Regions from separate parts of the Mus musculus genome. Here all the other regions are linked to region 5. The links are chromatin contacts, called in public HiChIP or PLAC-seq and Micro-C maps. All regions are on one chromosome and are shown on one strand. Each heading gives the region's core, a stretch centred on a gene start, on an enhancer-like site or on the middle of the called end of the contact. The rest is flanking DNA. Distances are from core to core; before and after follow the strand shown. Region 1 holds the start of Glyr1 (glyoxylate reductase 1 homolog (Arabidopsis)). Region 2 holds the start of Anks3 (ankyrin repeat and sterile alpha motif domain containing 3). Region 3 holds the start of Zfp263 (zinc finger protein 263). Region 4 holds the start of Ppl (periplakin). Region 5 holds the start of Adcy9 (adenylate cyclase 9).

Region 1 (2,700 bases), core at 16-2,515, 630 kb before region 5:
ACACAATGTAAATGACAGTCCTTGAAAAATGTGGTACTTCTTCCAAAGAAAAAACAAGCTGGGGTCAACCACCCAGCTTCTCCACCACACCATCTCTCAGAGCAATTGACAACCAAAGCCTCTACAAGGACACTGCTTTGGGGAAAGGGGCGTGAACCCGTCACCTTCCGAGCAGGCGTTGACTTCAGAAAGTACAGCTGTAAGTTAAGTCCACCCTGACACAGACTCCTGCCGCCTTTTCTTGGGTGTGAGACTTTTCTTGCTCAAAGTCGAGCTTCAACTCGGTCTACGGAACTTAGGGCAGCCGCCCTGCCCCTCGGCAGGTACCAGTTCCCATTACTGTCACCTGTCTTCCAGCTGTCAAAACTTCTTGCAAAGTGTCACACTACTTACGAAGGCTAACGCGGGAGGCTGGACCAGACCGCGGCGCTCACCGTTGTCCCCAGAGCCGACGCGGGCCGTAGACGTCCCCCCGTGGTGGTCCTCATGCCGGCCCGGGACCCTCGGGTTGCGGCGCGGCTCAGCGGCCCGCTCCCGAGCGCTGCAGGCGGGCGCGCGGAGGGCCCGCGCCGCGGCCCATGGCCGGCTCCCCAGCCCGCGGGAAGGAAGCCTCTCGACAAACTGCCGCTTTCTCTTGTCAGCCAGCGGGGGGAGCCGAGATATGCCAAGTCCACGTCCAAGAAAACAAGTCGGGCGACGCCGAGGACGCTTGGCGGGGACGCCGCTCCGGAAGCCGACTGTCGAGCTGGGCGCTCCTCAGCAGTCTGGAGCTCCCGCCCCGAGCGCGGGCTCGCGGGCAACCGGGGCCTCTTCTGCCCCGGGCTGGGACCGAGACTGGCTTCCAGGCCGCGCCAGGGTCAGTCAGGGCAGCAACCGGACTCCAACACCTATCCGCCCGGGACCTCAGGCTCGGCAACGGCCCGGGGCCCGCGCCTGCCTAACAGCCGTAACGGAAGCAGCGGGAAAGACTGGAAATGAGTCTAGAGTCCCGGAAGCGAGCGGGCAGCACAGTCGGCTCCCTTTCGCGCTAGTCCGGCCGCGCCGCCTCCGCCGCCGCTGCTTTGGACCGCGGATGCTTCGTTGTCACGAGCCGGAGGGGAGGGGGGAGGCGGGAGCTTGGAGTCTCTGGGCTTCGACGCGCTGAGAGCGCGGCGCTCAAGTCACGTGCCTCCAAGCAGTCCAATGGACGGCCGCGGCGCGGTGACGTCAGCGCATCCGCTAGGCGGATGACAGCAAACACCCGTCACGTGGTCAGGCCAACTCCAATGGGCGGTGCCGCGGCGACCTGAAGTTCCCGGCTGCCCGTGCGGCGGCGGTGGTTGGGTGGTAAGATGGCGGCTGTGAGTCTGCGGCTCGGCGACTTGGTGTGGTGAGTCCTGGCGACCAGCGCTGAACGAAAGACGGCGCGAAGCTGCTTTTCCTGGTCGCAGGGTTGCCAGCTGGCCCAGGAGTAGTTTTATTATGCACTCCGGACGGCGGAGAGTGGGGAAGAGGAGGTGCCGCCGCGGTGTGAACGACGCTTGAGCGGAAGAGGCTGTCCGGTCCCCGGGGGACCGAGGCCGAGAGGGGCCGCGGCGGTCCCTGCTCTGAACCCTGAGGCCATCCCAGGGGAGGGTTACGGCTCTAGAACTCTGGCTCCAGCTGCCACTGCAGAGAACTCTGGCGTGGCGTGGAGTCCCAGGGTCTCTCCGGACCTCCTCTCAAAGCAGGAGAGGATACCTTGCTAGAGACAGAGCCGTCCATACCCGCGTTCGGTTGGGACAGACGTGGGCTCGAGGCTTGGTTCCAGGTGGCGAAATCCGACTGCCCGGCGCTGCCCCATGAAGAAACCGAGGGGAGGGTGACTTCTCCTTTGCAAATGATGGCTAGGCGGTGATCCAGTGCCTCTCGTTCTGTTCCTTGTGTCCCCTGCAACAGCCAAAACCAAGAGTGACCATTGTCTCCTTGGAACTGCGTAGTTTCCCTACCTAGAGGAAGGTTTCCATGATCATTTGTCAAAGGAAAGCCGATCATGGGGTGAATTAAATCAGTCTTAGGGAAGTCTGTGTTTACAGAGAGAAGTTTCCAACACTCTCCCAGGGAGGTACCAGACCAGTGACGTCCTGATGGTTTTGTTTTTCTATGTTCCTTCTCGGGAAGAGTGCACAGATCTCAGGCACACACACACACACACACACACACACACACATATATATATATATACAGTTTTGTATGTAATATGTGAGGGCCCTGAGCCCAGCTGTGAAAGACCCATCTGGTTTGCCTGCTTTTGTTCTGGCCCTTTTGTTCAGCCTAGAGTTAGAAGCATAGATTGCTTGTTGAGTGGGCTGAAGGAGATGGACTGGCTTTTCCAGGGCAAGTTCTGACTGTTTGTATTATTTTCTCTAGGGGGAAACTGGGCCGGTATCCTCCCTGGCCAGGAAAGGTGAGTGCATTGTTGGTTTTAAAAGAAGGTAGTTGAAGCTAAGGGAGAGGGTTAACATGTTGAATTTCCTCCATTCTCTAACACTGACTTAAAATGGGCTCATTTTGATAAAATGTAGTGTTTTGCCTCCAGTTATCAGTCGGTTTTGAAAGTTATAGCATAAACCAGAGTGTTTAAATATGAGGTAATCACTTCAGTCAGAGGGCTTGTGAAATTGGTTGGTTTTTTATCTTGGAAATCAATTGTAATCAAAATGTAGCATGCTAAAATCTAAG
Region 2 (2,700 bases), core at 97-2,596, 540 kb before region 5:
GGGAGAAACTGGCAAGGACATCACTGCTTTGTCTTTGGATGTCATGGGGGCCAGGACTCAAAGGACACCGTCTGTCATCATCAAGGAGTCCTGTGGAGCACACAAGGTGAGGTGGCAGTGTCTGGGTGTTCAAGGAGAAACTAGCATTGGTAGCCTTCCCAAAGCCTTGATCAGCTGTAGATGAAAATGCACCCGCAAAAATTCTAGTTTCTACCCATTTCCTTCTGGTTCTGCAAACTTATGTCACTTGGTAGCAGGACTGTATGTGTGGGTATGTGCAGTCATGAGTGCACAAGATGGTGGTGTCCTCTACTGCTCTCATAGAGGATCACAATTCAGTTTCCAAAACCACAACTACTTGCAACTTTAACCTCAGGGAGAGCCCGTCTCTGGCGTCCACTCGTATCTGCACTGGAGTACACATACCCACCTTCACACCCATACACATAATTAAAATACAAACTAATTCATTAATATAATTAAAAATAATCTTTAGAATTAGAGGTTTAAGATCCATTATTCAAGAGATTTTTTTTTTTAGTCATCACTCAAATGAGTCTCTATAATCCAGTCGCTGGCTCAGCTCCACCTTTTATATCTCACCCTAAAGAAAACACGTTCAGTCCTCAGGGGCAGAGGGACTTTAGGATTGTGGGTGAAGGCCTAGCAAGCGGACCAAGCAGATCAGCTAACGGTGCCAAACCAGAGCTGCGTCAGAGGAGTGAGTGGGGTCTTAGGGCATTTGAGCAAGGACGGGTGCTTGGCTGTCCTGAATTGGGAACCACAGGTGGAGACGCTTTTGGTATACGCACCAAAAGATGTTTCCTACCAGGGGCTTTGGCGGTAGGACACAGAATCACCGAAGTGAAGGGGGCCGCCCAGGACTGATCGTCCTTTAGGTGTGCAAGGCGGGGAGGGTTGAAGGAAGGCTTGACCCGCAGAGGAAAGAGCATGGAGGAGCTCAGAAGACCGAGCGGCTCAGTGTTTCTCCTCAAAGCCAGTTGGCCCCGCCTCGCCCCGCCCCGCGCCAGGCGTCGTTGTCAAGGGAACTGGAAGGCAGCGGGACGAGGCAGTCCGTGCTAGAGCCGAGGGGAGGGTCTCATTCCCTGCCACCCGCAGCCAGGACCCACCCATCGTCGCGTGGGTTTCCGCGGTCTCCCACTTGCCTCAGCCGCTCCGCCCGCCCACTTGCCTTGTCCCCGTGCTGAGTACGGCCACCCACGGCGGCCTGGCGACTCGCCGCCTGCCTCTCTGCCTCAGGATTGGCTCCCGAGCGAATGGGCCGGTATCTGCCATCTCATGGGCTGCTGTGGCGTGTCAATAACAGAACGTCCGTCACCTTCCCGGGATGCTCTGCGCCGTGCGAGGATTACTTCCGGGGTGGGCCGGGCGCAGGGCTGTCGGCCGGTGAGGGGCGAGCCGCTGTCGCTGGAGGGTGGCCCGGGAACCTGAGGCCTTGCAAGGTAGGCCGGGCCGCGGCAGGGCCCTCTGAGAGGTGGGGCCCAAGGCGCCCTGAGTCTGCTCGGGTGGGCAGCCCTGGCGTTTGCCTGTCGCAGGGTTTGGGGACACGGGCCCGCCGCCGTGGTGCTAAACTAAGGGGTCACGCGAGGTGTCGGCCAGACTGCTGAGCCACACGGGAGCCTGCGGTCGTGCATAGTCGCCGGGACCGCTAGGGTCGGAACTGCGTCGTACATTTGGGCTGCAGGGGCTCCCTCGAGGCCTTCATGGATCTCTTGGAGGAATGACAGTTGCCTCCAGAATAGAATTTTTTTTAAAACTAAGATTTAAGAATTTTAAGAATAACTTATCAGGGCTGCAACTGAAATTCTGAGAGAGAGAGGTGCAGAAGACATAGAAACTTTTATTTTACTTGAATCGATTTTTTGGGGGTGTTGGTTTTTTGAGATTGTGGGCGTGTCTCACTGTGTAGACCAGGCTGGCCACAGACTCACTGAGATCTACCTCCCAGATGCTGAGATTAAAGGCCGGTGCCACTACGCTGGCGGGTTGGATGTTTTTAGTGTAAGCATCTAATGTTACCCAGGTTGTCCTTGAACTCAAAGGCGGTCCTATTGTCTCAGCCCCCCAAGAGCTGGAGTTGCAGGTGTGAGTTCTTCCAGGGTTCTGCTAATCCGCCTATGGTTTCCAGTTTGGGGAAGCACGTGTCCATTCTGTTGGTTCAGACTAGGTTAGGTGCTACTTGAGCGCAGGCCTTGCAGCAGGAGAAGCTGGTGTTTCCAGGATACAGGCCTTGTTTTCACCTTACCAGCCCACACACATCACTCATCGTGAGACTGGCAAACTGTTGTATGTTGTCCTTTTTATAACTTTTAAAAGTAAACTTATGTCCTTGCAAGTTGTGTATATATAGTGCTTATCACTGAGATAGATCCTCAACAATCTTTCTACTTTTTAAAAACATATTTGTTTTAATCTAAGTACACTGTAGTTGTCTGGTGATTGTGAGCCATGTGGTTGCTGGGATTTGAACTCAGGACCTTCAGAAGAGCAGTCAGTGCTCTTGACTGCTGAGCCATCTCTCCAGCCCATCTTTCTACTTTTAAAATATTTTAGTCTCACTAAGTTGCCCAGGCAGGCTTGGGATTTGACTCTTCTGCCTCGTCTGGAAGTTGTGCTGCCAGGCCCAGCTTTCACCAACACAGGATAATGCTAGAGTGTTTAAGGGCCTCGAGGGAATTA
Region 3 (2,700 bases), core at 31-2,530, 680 kb after region 5:
AAGATATGCTGGGTGTTATCCACTAAATATAGGCCTGGGATAGTGGCACATGCCTGTGGGAATCAGCAGTGGGGAGGCTGAAGCAGGAGGATTGCCTCGAGTTTAAGCCTGGGCTACATATCTAGACTCTGCCTGTAACCCTAGAACTCGGAATTTGGGGAGACTGAAGGTGGAGGACCACCACTGTTCTGCAGCCAAGCTCAACTACACACTGAGTCAGTTAGCTTGAGCTACGTAAGACTTTGTCACAAAACAAACCCCTCAAAGCAGTGGCAGTAGGTGTCATCCAAACGACATACTTTTCTCCAAGTCCTCAAAATTATTCCCAGACAGTGCTTTAGCCAACAGAAAAACAGGACGAAACAGATTAAGTAGTCTGCCCAAAGTCACGAGGCCTGTGAGAAGCTTTCTAACTACATAACTAAATACTGGTGGAAGTGCTCCTCACTTCCTACTGTCGTCATATGGGAACAATCTGGAAGGAAAGGATAAGCTACAAAAAAATCCCTCTCCTTCCTGTAAAGTGTACTCAGGACGATCAAGTATATTCGACTACAGAAGAGGCTAGCACAATGACTTCCGGGCCAAACCACGGGTAAAACAGCTGTCACCTGTTGCCTCAGTTTCCCAAGTTCTTTCTGCATACGCTCCACAAGAGTGACTGCTTCTTCGCCGCTCTCTGGGCGCAGCTCCTGCACCCTGCTCTGAATCTCCTGGGGAAGGATAGTCAAGAACTGCTCCAGCACCAACAGCTCCAGGATCTGTTCCTTGGTGCGCATCTCCGGCCGCAGCCACCCGCGGCAAAGCTCCTGAAGCCGGCTAAGGGCCTCCCGGGGACCCGGGGCGTCCTGAAAGCGGAACCGTCGAAATCGCAGATGGGAGGCCTCCGGGCTGGGCTCTGGCTCAGGCGGGGGTACCTCGTGGCTCCAGGCACAGTCCTCCTCCAGTTTCACTATGAGGAGCCCTTCTGGCTCCTGCGAGCTTGGGCCCGCAGCCATAGTCATGCCCCGACACCAGCCTAGGTCCCGACACCAGCTACGTCCGCCTTGAGAGACGCCCTGGGTTCTGTACAGCAGTAGGCCACGGCTGCAGCAACCGAGAGACTCCGGGCTCCAAATCCCGCCGGAGGAACCCAGGTCACAATCTCAGCAATATCAGGCCTGCAGCGTCGCCACCTGACCGGCTTCTCAGGCCCGCACAGAACTTAAGTCGCAGGGCCCGGGTCGCAAGCCTCAGCACGCGAGTTAGGCGTCATAAGCCAACGGCCGCTAGTCAGGACGGACTTCCGGTTCACGTTTCCCTTGCGCTGTCTCCCATTGGGTCGGGTCTCACCACGTACTCACGGTCCACCCAGGACAAGGAAAATTTGCATAAAAGAGCGGGAGGGGAACAAGTCGGATGGGGATGAGGGGCGGGGCTACGCAATGGGCGGGGCCTCCAGGTGGGGAAGCGGTAGGGGTGGGAATCCCTGGGCGGATGTGACCCGGGGACAACCTGGCTCAGATTTGCATAGGAAAGTTTGCCAAAAGGTAAGTTCTTCAGCCACGCTTGAACCAGAGTCCAGAGGCGCTAGAGTGTCATGTCGGGGCCCAGAAGCTTAACAAAGAAAACCTTTCCGAAGGCCGATCCCAACACTCCGGAGACCTACAACCGGAAATAGACTGTGCTTCCAGGGCTCGAGCTGCCTGGGGCTGGTGGGAAATGTAGTCCATGGCGCGCCCTTGTTATTGCGCCTGCACTGTGGCTTGAGCAGGTCTAAATGGATTGTCGAGCTACGATAAACATACCCGTGCCCGAGCTTTTGCCTCCCTGTGAGCGATGGTCCCTAGTCCTCCATCTTTAGGTGGCTGGTCGACCCAGAAGAACGCTCTGGGTATGAACTGCTCTTGCCATCTCCCAGAGCAGGTCTAAGGATTAGCATAATCATCGGCTCTGACTATTTTCCTGAAGGTTGAAGAAAAGGAAACACCAAGGCGGACTTCCTTATTTTTTGAAGAGAGAATAGCCCAGGCCTGAGACTGCAGCTGTCACAGACAGGTGGTGGAGTCTGCAGATTCTAGGAGTGTGTCACGAAAACCCGTAATCACTTATTGGACACATGCTTACATTGTTGTCTATTCATTGCAACTCAAGAGGCAGGGAAAGCCTTCCTTGCTCTGGTCTCCCTTTGTGAACTTTTTATACTTTGTAAGACCTTGAGGCAGGAAAATGGCCACCAGGAGCTCCAGCAGCCAGGTCCCTCCCACCTCTGACTTCCTTAATGGTCCCTAACCCTAATAGTTGTTTAATAATAGCTGTTACTGTCATTCCCTGGCCCGAGGAGGAAGAGTAGCCTGGCCCCACCCTACAAGACAAAAAGATAAAAATAAATAAATCCCACCAACCCTGAACAGAAAAACCCACTAATCCTGGAGCTTGGTATAGAAACCCTTCAAGCCCTGAGCAAACTCATCAGTCTCTGATCTCCTTCAAGCTCAGTGAAATTCTACCAATCCTCACCCTGGAAAGCTGTGGTGGGAAGATTAAGAAATCTTGTATAAACCCTGCCTACCACTCAGTTCCCTGCTTTCTTTCCTGAGCTGAGAATGATGTTCTGGATTTTTCCTTCCCAATGAGTCTCTTGAATGAGGTTTGTCGTGCGGCACGACTTTTGGTTCCCGATTGCCAGGGTATCTTTCCCTTCAGAGCTTCAGCATTCAT
Region 4 (2,700 bases), core at 21-2,520, 710 kb before region 5:
GAGGAAGTCATTGAATCCCCTGGTGCTACATCTGCCTAACAGGTTCTGGGAACTAACAGGGCCCTCTCAAGAGCAGTGCGTTCTCTTAGCTACTGAGCCCCCCAGCCCTGAACACCAACCTCCTTATTCTAATCCTGTGGGACAGAGACTGGAGTCAGACAGCTGAGCTTGGATCCCCAGTCTCTTGACAGTGTGAGCAAGTCCCACAGTGACTGTCCCTTTCCATTCTCAAGATCTCATCTCCCCTACTTGAACTGTAAGCTCTTTGGCTGTCACCAGAGTCTCTGCAGCTCACCTCTCCCCATGAGCTCCCACCCACCCCCACCCCCACCCCAGGGTAGCACTGAGTTCTCTCAGCTGTCTCTCTTTCACTCTAGCTCTTACCCAGAGTGTTTTCCATTAGCCAACAAAACCAGGGCTGCGTCCCTTATGGCAGCTCATGAGTGTGAGATGTGGGTACAGATCTGAATGGGTAAAGCTCCACGTTTCCCACAGCCCCCAGCCCAGCCTCACTCCGGGACATGCGGGCAGGACTATGCAACATTGCTGTTTCTCAGCCAGAACTAGTTTCTATGATCCACCATTAAGTCTCTATCATACCAGGCCCGGGGTTATGAACGTTTCAAGGGATAGTTATGTCCTCCCCGGCTGTTTCCCTGCCTGTTGGAGTGCCACTGTGTGCCAAGCTCTTTGGTGAATTAGCTACAGGAATCTCCTATAGCCCTTCTGGATGTGGGTCGTCGTTAATCTTCTCTTGGCCAAGGAGGAAACTGAGGCAGTAAGTAAAACAACTCTCAGAGAAGTCCTAACTGACCATAGGTGGCCACAAGAATCCAATTCAGTAGCGTGCTATGGCTGTGGCCATCGCCAGTCCCGCTGAGTGTGATTTGTTGACATTGCAGGGAGCAGAGACCCCACTTCCACCTCGGGTCTCCCACACCTGTCTGAGGTTCCACCTGTGGCTCATCACAAGAGGAGTGTCATGGTGTTTTGGGATTGCCCAGGTAAACCCTTCAGCCAGAGGGCGCGCCAGGCTCTATGTGCACGATGGGCGCGGCCTAGCGCAGGTGGCCTAGTCGTCCAGGTTCTGGCGACAGGCTGCGCAGCCTCTGCAGTAACAGGCAACAGGGGCGGTGTCCGGCGGGGACCCAGGGAGCGCGTCCGAAGCCCCGCCTGCAAGGTAAGCGCCACCTTCCCGGGGTGCGGCAGGCAAGCAAGTGGCCGGCGATCGCCCCGCCCTGTTCCTGTAGTGACCCAGAGCCGCGGCCCTCCGCACACGGGGCTCTGCGCGCCGCTGCCGCTGCCGCCTCCGCCTCCGCCGCCTTCTTTCACCTGCGCCCGCCGCCCGCTTTCGGTGCGCGCCGGGTCCGTCGCCGCGTTCCAGGTCCCTCTGTCCCAAGCGCCACCATGCACTCGCTCTTCAGGAAGAGAAACAAAGGCAAATACAGCCCAACGGTGCAGACGCGGAGGTGAGGGGGCGTCCTGGGTTAGGATGAGGGAGACCTAGGGCTGAGCCAGGAGTGGGGATGCGTGGGCAGGCTGTGCGGAGGTTCCTCTATAACTGGAAAGTTCTGCCCTGCTGGGAAGGGGCACCAAGAGTGACAGGAGGGACTCTAGAGCCCCATGATGCGCTACTTTGGGGGCCTAGATGGTGGGGACTTGAGTAAGGAGTACAAGGTTGTCCTGAAGCTGGAATCTCGGTCATGAAACGTTGTGTTTCCACCCTGGGACTCGGAAAATAAGTTGTGTGTAGGGTGATCTCCTGCGGGAATTGTAGACCGTGCAGGTGCTGCTGCTGGCGTTGGGTTGTGAGATCTGGTGGCTCCGAGGGTGAGCCACCTGTCCCCGGCTGCACCTGCCTGCCAGCGCTGGAGCACTCGGAGGCCGGAGGCCGCGGTGGGTCCTGGGGCCCCGGGGGACATGCTAAGGCAATCTCAGGCTCTCTAGACTCCCGCTCGGCCCGGCTGGGTGGGGACAGACCAATTTTTCACTGCGTGATTTCTCAGGGGTGTGGCTCCTGGCGCTTCCCCACCCCCCTATCCCCGAAACTGGCCGCGTCTGCGATCTCTGAGTTCTCAGGGCCGCCTGAGAAGCGAATGACATGTCTTGATGTGTCTGGATGGAGAGACAGCCCACGTCGGTTTTGATAAGCCTAATGTATTCATTCGGTTAATAACCGGTTTGGGGGAGACTGGTAATGTTGCTGAGATTGAGGGAGGGGTGGAATTCGTTCCTCTGCCTTGGCATCCCTCTAGAGGAAGTGGGGGTGGTCCCTCCAAATAACTTTAGGCAGATGAGAAGTGGCAAGCACTCACCTGGCTCAGCACCTAGCTGGGCTCCTTCACTGGCCCATGAACAGTTCCTCCCCACTCCCCAGATTCCAGATGGAGGCAAGACAAGAGATTCTGGCCCCGGAGCTTTCCCACTGACTGTTGTTCTGCCTTTCAACCCAGACCCACCTACTGAGACGGGTGCCCTGGGCACTGCAGCCTGGAGTGTGGCCTGGGTATTCTTATGTTTTCTGAAAGTCTGCTTTCCTGTAGTCCCGCTGACAGGGCTGTTTGATGCTCAGCGTAGTTTCTTCCCTTGTTCTACGGTCCCCTCCCCTCTCGTTTCTTCTCCTCATCAACTCTGTCTTTCAGTCTTTCACAACCCCAGAGGCTGGGCAGGGCCCTTCGTACTGTTCCTCTGTGGCTGATC
Region 5 (2,700 bases), core at 80-2,579:
GACTCTGGCACTGTGAAGAGCACTTGGCAGTTTGGTTGTGGAGTATTTTTCAGATTAAGTTCCTTCCTCAGATGTTTTCTCATAATTAGATGGACATCTTGCACTTTGAGCTGGAATATATCAACAATGACACGTTTACTTTAAAAAGTTCCTGTTTATTGTGGTGCAATACATACTGCATAAAACTTACCATTTATGCAGTTGTACTTATCATTAAAGCAATCCAAAGACACTAGTACGTTCATGAAGTATACCTACTACAGAATCCACGGCGTTGTGTTCTCACTAGTTCCAGATGTTTTCATCACCCCAAAAGGAACCCCCAGGCTTGATAGTGTAGTCAATACCTAGTACTTCATACAACCGCAGGCATCCATCACCTGTATTTTCTCTATAGATTTGCTTGTTCTGGGCATTTCACATTAATACAATCATACAATATGTGGCCTCTTGTGTTTGGTTTCTTTTACCCAGTGTGTTTCAGAGGTTGTAGCAAGTGTACTTCATTTTTATAGTCGAATAATATTCGGTTGTATAGATAGTCTATATTTTACCTTCCTATTCCTGAATTCCACAGTGACTGTGGATGCCTGGGATGGGCCCCGAGAGCTGTGGGAAGGAAGGGTCAGTTAGTCCCCTGTGGTTGCAGAAAAACACTGTACGGTGTGGCAGCCAGGGTGCGACCAGAGAATATAGAATTGTGTTTATTCAGGCCAGAGTTTACACAGACCAATGTAGAACTTATTAATGGGAAGCTGATTTCTTTGAACGTTTTCCTTGTGGAGAGGGAAAAACAGTTGTTCATGTGAAGAATGAAAGATCTTCAAAGTCGGGAAGATAACTTCCCCAGGGGGTTGGCAAAGGTGGTCCTCAGTGGTGCTCGACTTTAGAAGCTATCAGAAGTGGCTTGGCTGGTGATGATCATTTCCATCCCCCAGCAAGTTCAGAGGGGCCTAGCACCACTGGGAACACTCCTACATTGCTGGCAGAATGGGAGGGAGGTCACAATCGAGCAAAGCCAGGGACTGAAAACTTCGATGTATCCAAAAGGTAAACTGCGCTTAGATGCTTCCTGTGCGGACTTGGGGGCCAGGCTGCGGGGCAAGTAGTCAAAGGCAGCCAAGGCCTCGGAAGAAGGCGGAGGCCTGGTGCCCACAGCAGGCGGCCCAGGCTCGGAGCAGCCCAGGGCGGAGGGCGGCGCCCAGAGCGCGTCCGCCCGGCCCCGCCCCGCTGCAGCCCCGAGCCGGGCGCGCGCTCCTAGGCGGGGTGGCGCGCTGCTGGTGCGCGTGTCCCGGACCCGGCGGTGACGTGCGCGGGCCGCGCGTGCGCGCTGCGGCAGAGGAGAGGGGCGGCGCGGGCGCGCGTCTGTCAGTGACAGCGGGAGGGGGAGGAGGAGGGGGCCGGAGATGGTGGTGGCGGCGGCTGCGGCTGCTACTCTTCCGACCTGAGGCAGCGGCTGCGGGAGAGCGGGCGGCGGGCGCAGCCGCAGCGGCATCTGTAGCTCAGGCAGGGCCCCTGGGGCGTGGGCGCGGCGTGCGGACGACCGGCGTGCTGGCCAGCCGGCGTCGCGGGAGTCAGGCTCTGCGGCAGCCCGCACGGCGGTCTGTGGAGGGGCCCGCGCAGTGCCCCGAGCTCGGCTCTGGGCCGGGGTGCGTTCGGCTGCGGGCAGCAGGCCCTGCTAGACCGGCCGCTCGGACGGGCGGCCCTCGGGCTCCTCAAGCTCGCGAGCAGGGGCGCGGGGCAGGGTAGCCCGCTGGTGCTTAGCCGCAAGGGGACGGAACGCGGCAGGAGCCGCAGGTTGGCCCGCGCGCTTTGACGCACCGGGCGCTGCTGCGGCAGGATGAAGCGCTGCTCGCCTCCCGAGTTGTTTTTGCGAAAGCTGCTCCCGGTGCCCCGAGCGCTCAAGGTCTGAACTTCCCTCTGGAGCTGCAGTTGGAGTTGCACGGGGAGAGGCCACCAGCGGGCGACGGCGCCCGAGGGGAGCGCAGCGCAGCGCTGCCGGGGACCCAAGACTCAGCGCGGCCGCGGCACGAGAACCCTGGGAGCACCAGGTACGGCCCGTGCGGTTCTCGCTCGCCTTGGCGCTTTTATGCGCCGTTATGGGCAGTTTTGGTGAACATATGGTGGTGCCTTCCCAAGTGGCTCGCCAGAGCTCGCACTCGCGACAAGCACAGGTCGCGTGGCCCTCCGGGAGTGTGTGTAGTCAGGCCGCTCTAATTCTGCTGGTTTTGCCTGCAGGTGCCCCTGACCTGGTCGGGAAAGGTTCCAAGAGCTCGGCAACATGGCTTCCTCACCCCACCAGCAGCTGCTGCATCACCATAGCACCGAGGTGAGCTGCGACTCAAGCGGAGACAGCAACAGCGTGAGGGTCAAGATCAACCCTAAGCAGCTGTCCTCCAACACCCACCCGAAGCACTGCAAGTACAGCATCTCCTCCAGCTGTAGCAGCTCGGGAGACTCAGGGGGCCTTCCCCGGAGGGTTGGCGGCGGGGGTCGCCTGCGCAGACAGAAGAAGCTGCCCCAGCTTTTTGAGAGGGCCTCCAGCCGGTGGTGGGACCCCAAATTCGACTCCATGAACCTGGAGGAGGCCTGCCTGGAGCGCTGCTTTCCGCAGACCCAGCGCCGCTTCCGGTACGCACTCTTTTATGTGGGCTTCGCCTGCCTTCTCTGGAGCATCTATTTCGCTGTCCACATGAAATC

Evidence for each region. A called contact is a pair of places that touch in the nucleus more often than the background predicts. HiChIP or PLAC-seq counts read pairs in DNA pulled down with a chosen protein or histone mark.
Region 1: a contact with region 5 is called in a Micro-C map of embryonic stem cells, with 9 times the contacts expected there. The contact joins the promoter of Glyr1 here to the promoter of Adcy9 in region 5. A contact is called at or near these places in 1 of 39 promoter capture datasets (cranial neural crest) and 1 of 484 Hi-C or Micro-C datasets (embryonic stem cells).
Region 2: a contact with region 5 is called in an H3K27ac HiChIP or PLAC-seq map of microglia, with 4 times the contacts expected there. The contact joins the promoter of Anks3 here to the promoter of Adcy9 in region 5. A contact is called at or near these places in 1 of 115 datasets of contacts at active chromatin or transcription factors (microglia) and 1 of 9 other capture datasets (adipose tissue).
Region 3: a contact with region 5 is called in an H3K27ac HiChIP or PLAC-seq map of embryonic stem cells, with 2.8 times the contacts expected there. The contact joins the promoter of Zfp263 here to the promoter of Adcy9 in region 5.
Region 4: a contact with region 5 is called in a FOXA1 HiChIP or PLAC-seq map of pancreatic cancer cells. The contact joins the promoter of Ppl here to the promoter of Adcy9 in region 5. A contact is called at or near these places in 1 of 39 promoter capture datasets (embryonic stem cells), 1 of 484 Hi-C or Micro-C datasets (embryonic stem cells) and 2 of 115 datasets of contacts at active chromatin or transcription factors (embryonic stem cells and pancreatic cancer cells).

The regions. Positions count from the first base shown.
Region 1 is chr16:5,048,475-5,051,174 of GRCm38.p6, reverse strand. Glyr1 (glyoxylate reductase 1 homolog (Arabidopsis)) reads left to right here and starts at 1,265. Exons shown (of 16, transcript NM_001079814.1): 1 at 1,265-1,369; 2 at 2,389-2,425. The coding sequence starts at 1,332. Ubn1 (ubinuclein 1) reads right to left here and starts at 1,118. Exons shown (of 19, transcript NM_026666.4): 1 at 394-1,118.
Region 2 is chr16:4,962,883-4,965,582 of GRCm38.p6, reverse strand. Anks3 (ankyrin repeat and sterile alpha motif domain containing 3) reads left to right here and starts at 1,346. Exons shown (of 17, transcript NM_028301.4): 1 at 1,346-1,463. It also overlaps 4930451G09Rik.
Region 3 is chr16:3,742,679-3,745,378 of GRCm38.p6, reverse strand. Zfp263 (zinc finger protein 263) reads right to left here and starts at 1,280. Exons shown (of 6, transcript NM_148924.3): 1 at 612-1,280. The coding sequence starts at 1,004.
Region 4 is chr16:5,131,051-5,133,750 of GRCm38.p6, reverse strand. It overlaps Ppl (periplakin), which reads left to right and starts at 1,270. Exons shown (of 22, transcript NM_008909.2): 1 at 1,270-1,469. The coding sequence starts at 1,408.
Region 5 is chr16:4,419,127-4,421,826 of GRCm38.p6, reverse strand. Adcy9 (adenylate cyclase 9) reads left to right here and starts at 1,329. Exons shown (of 11, transcript NM_009624.3): 1 at 1,329-2,051; 2 at 2,239-2,700. The coding sequence starts at 2,282.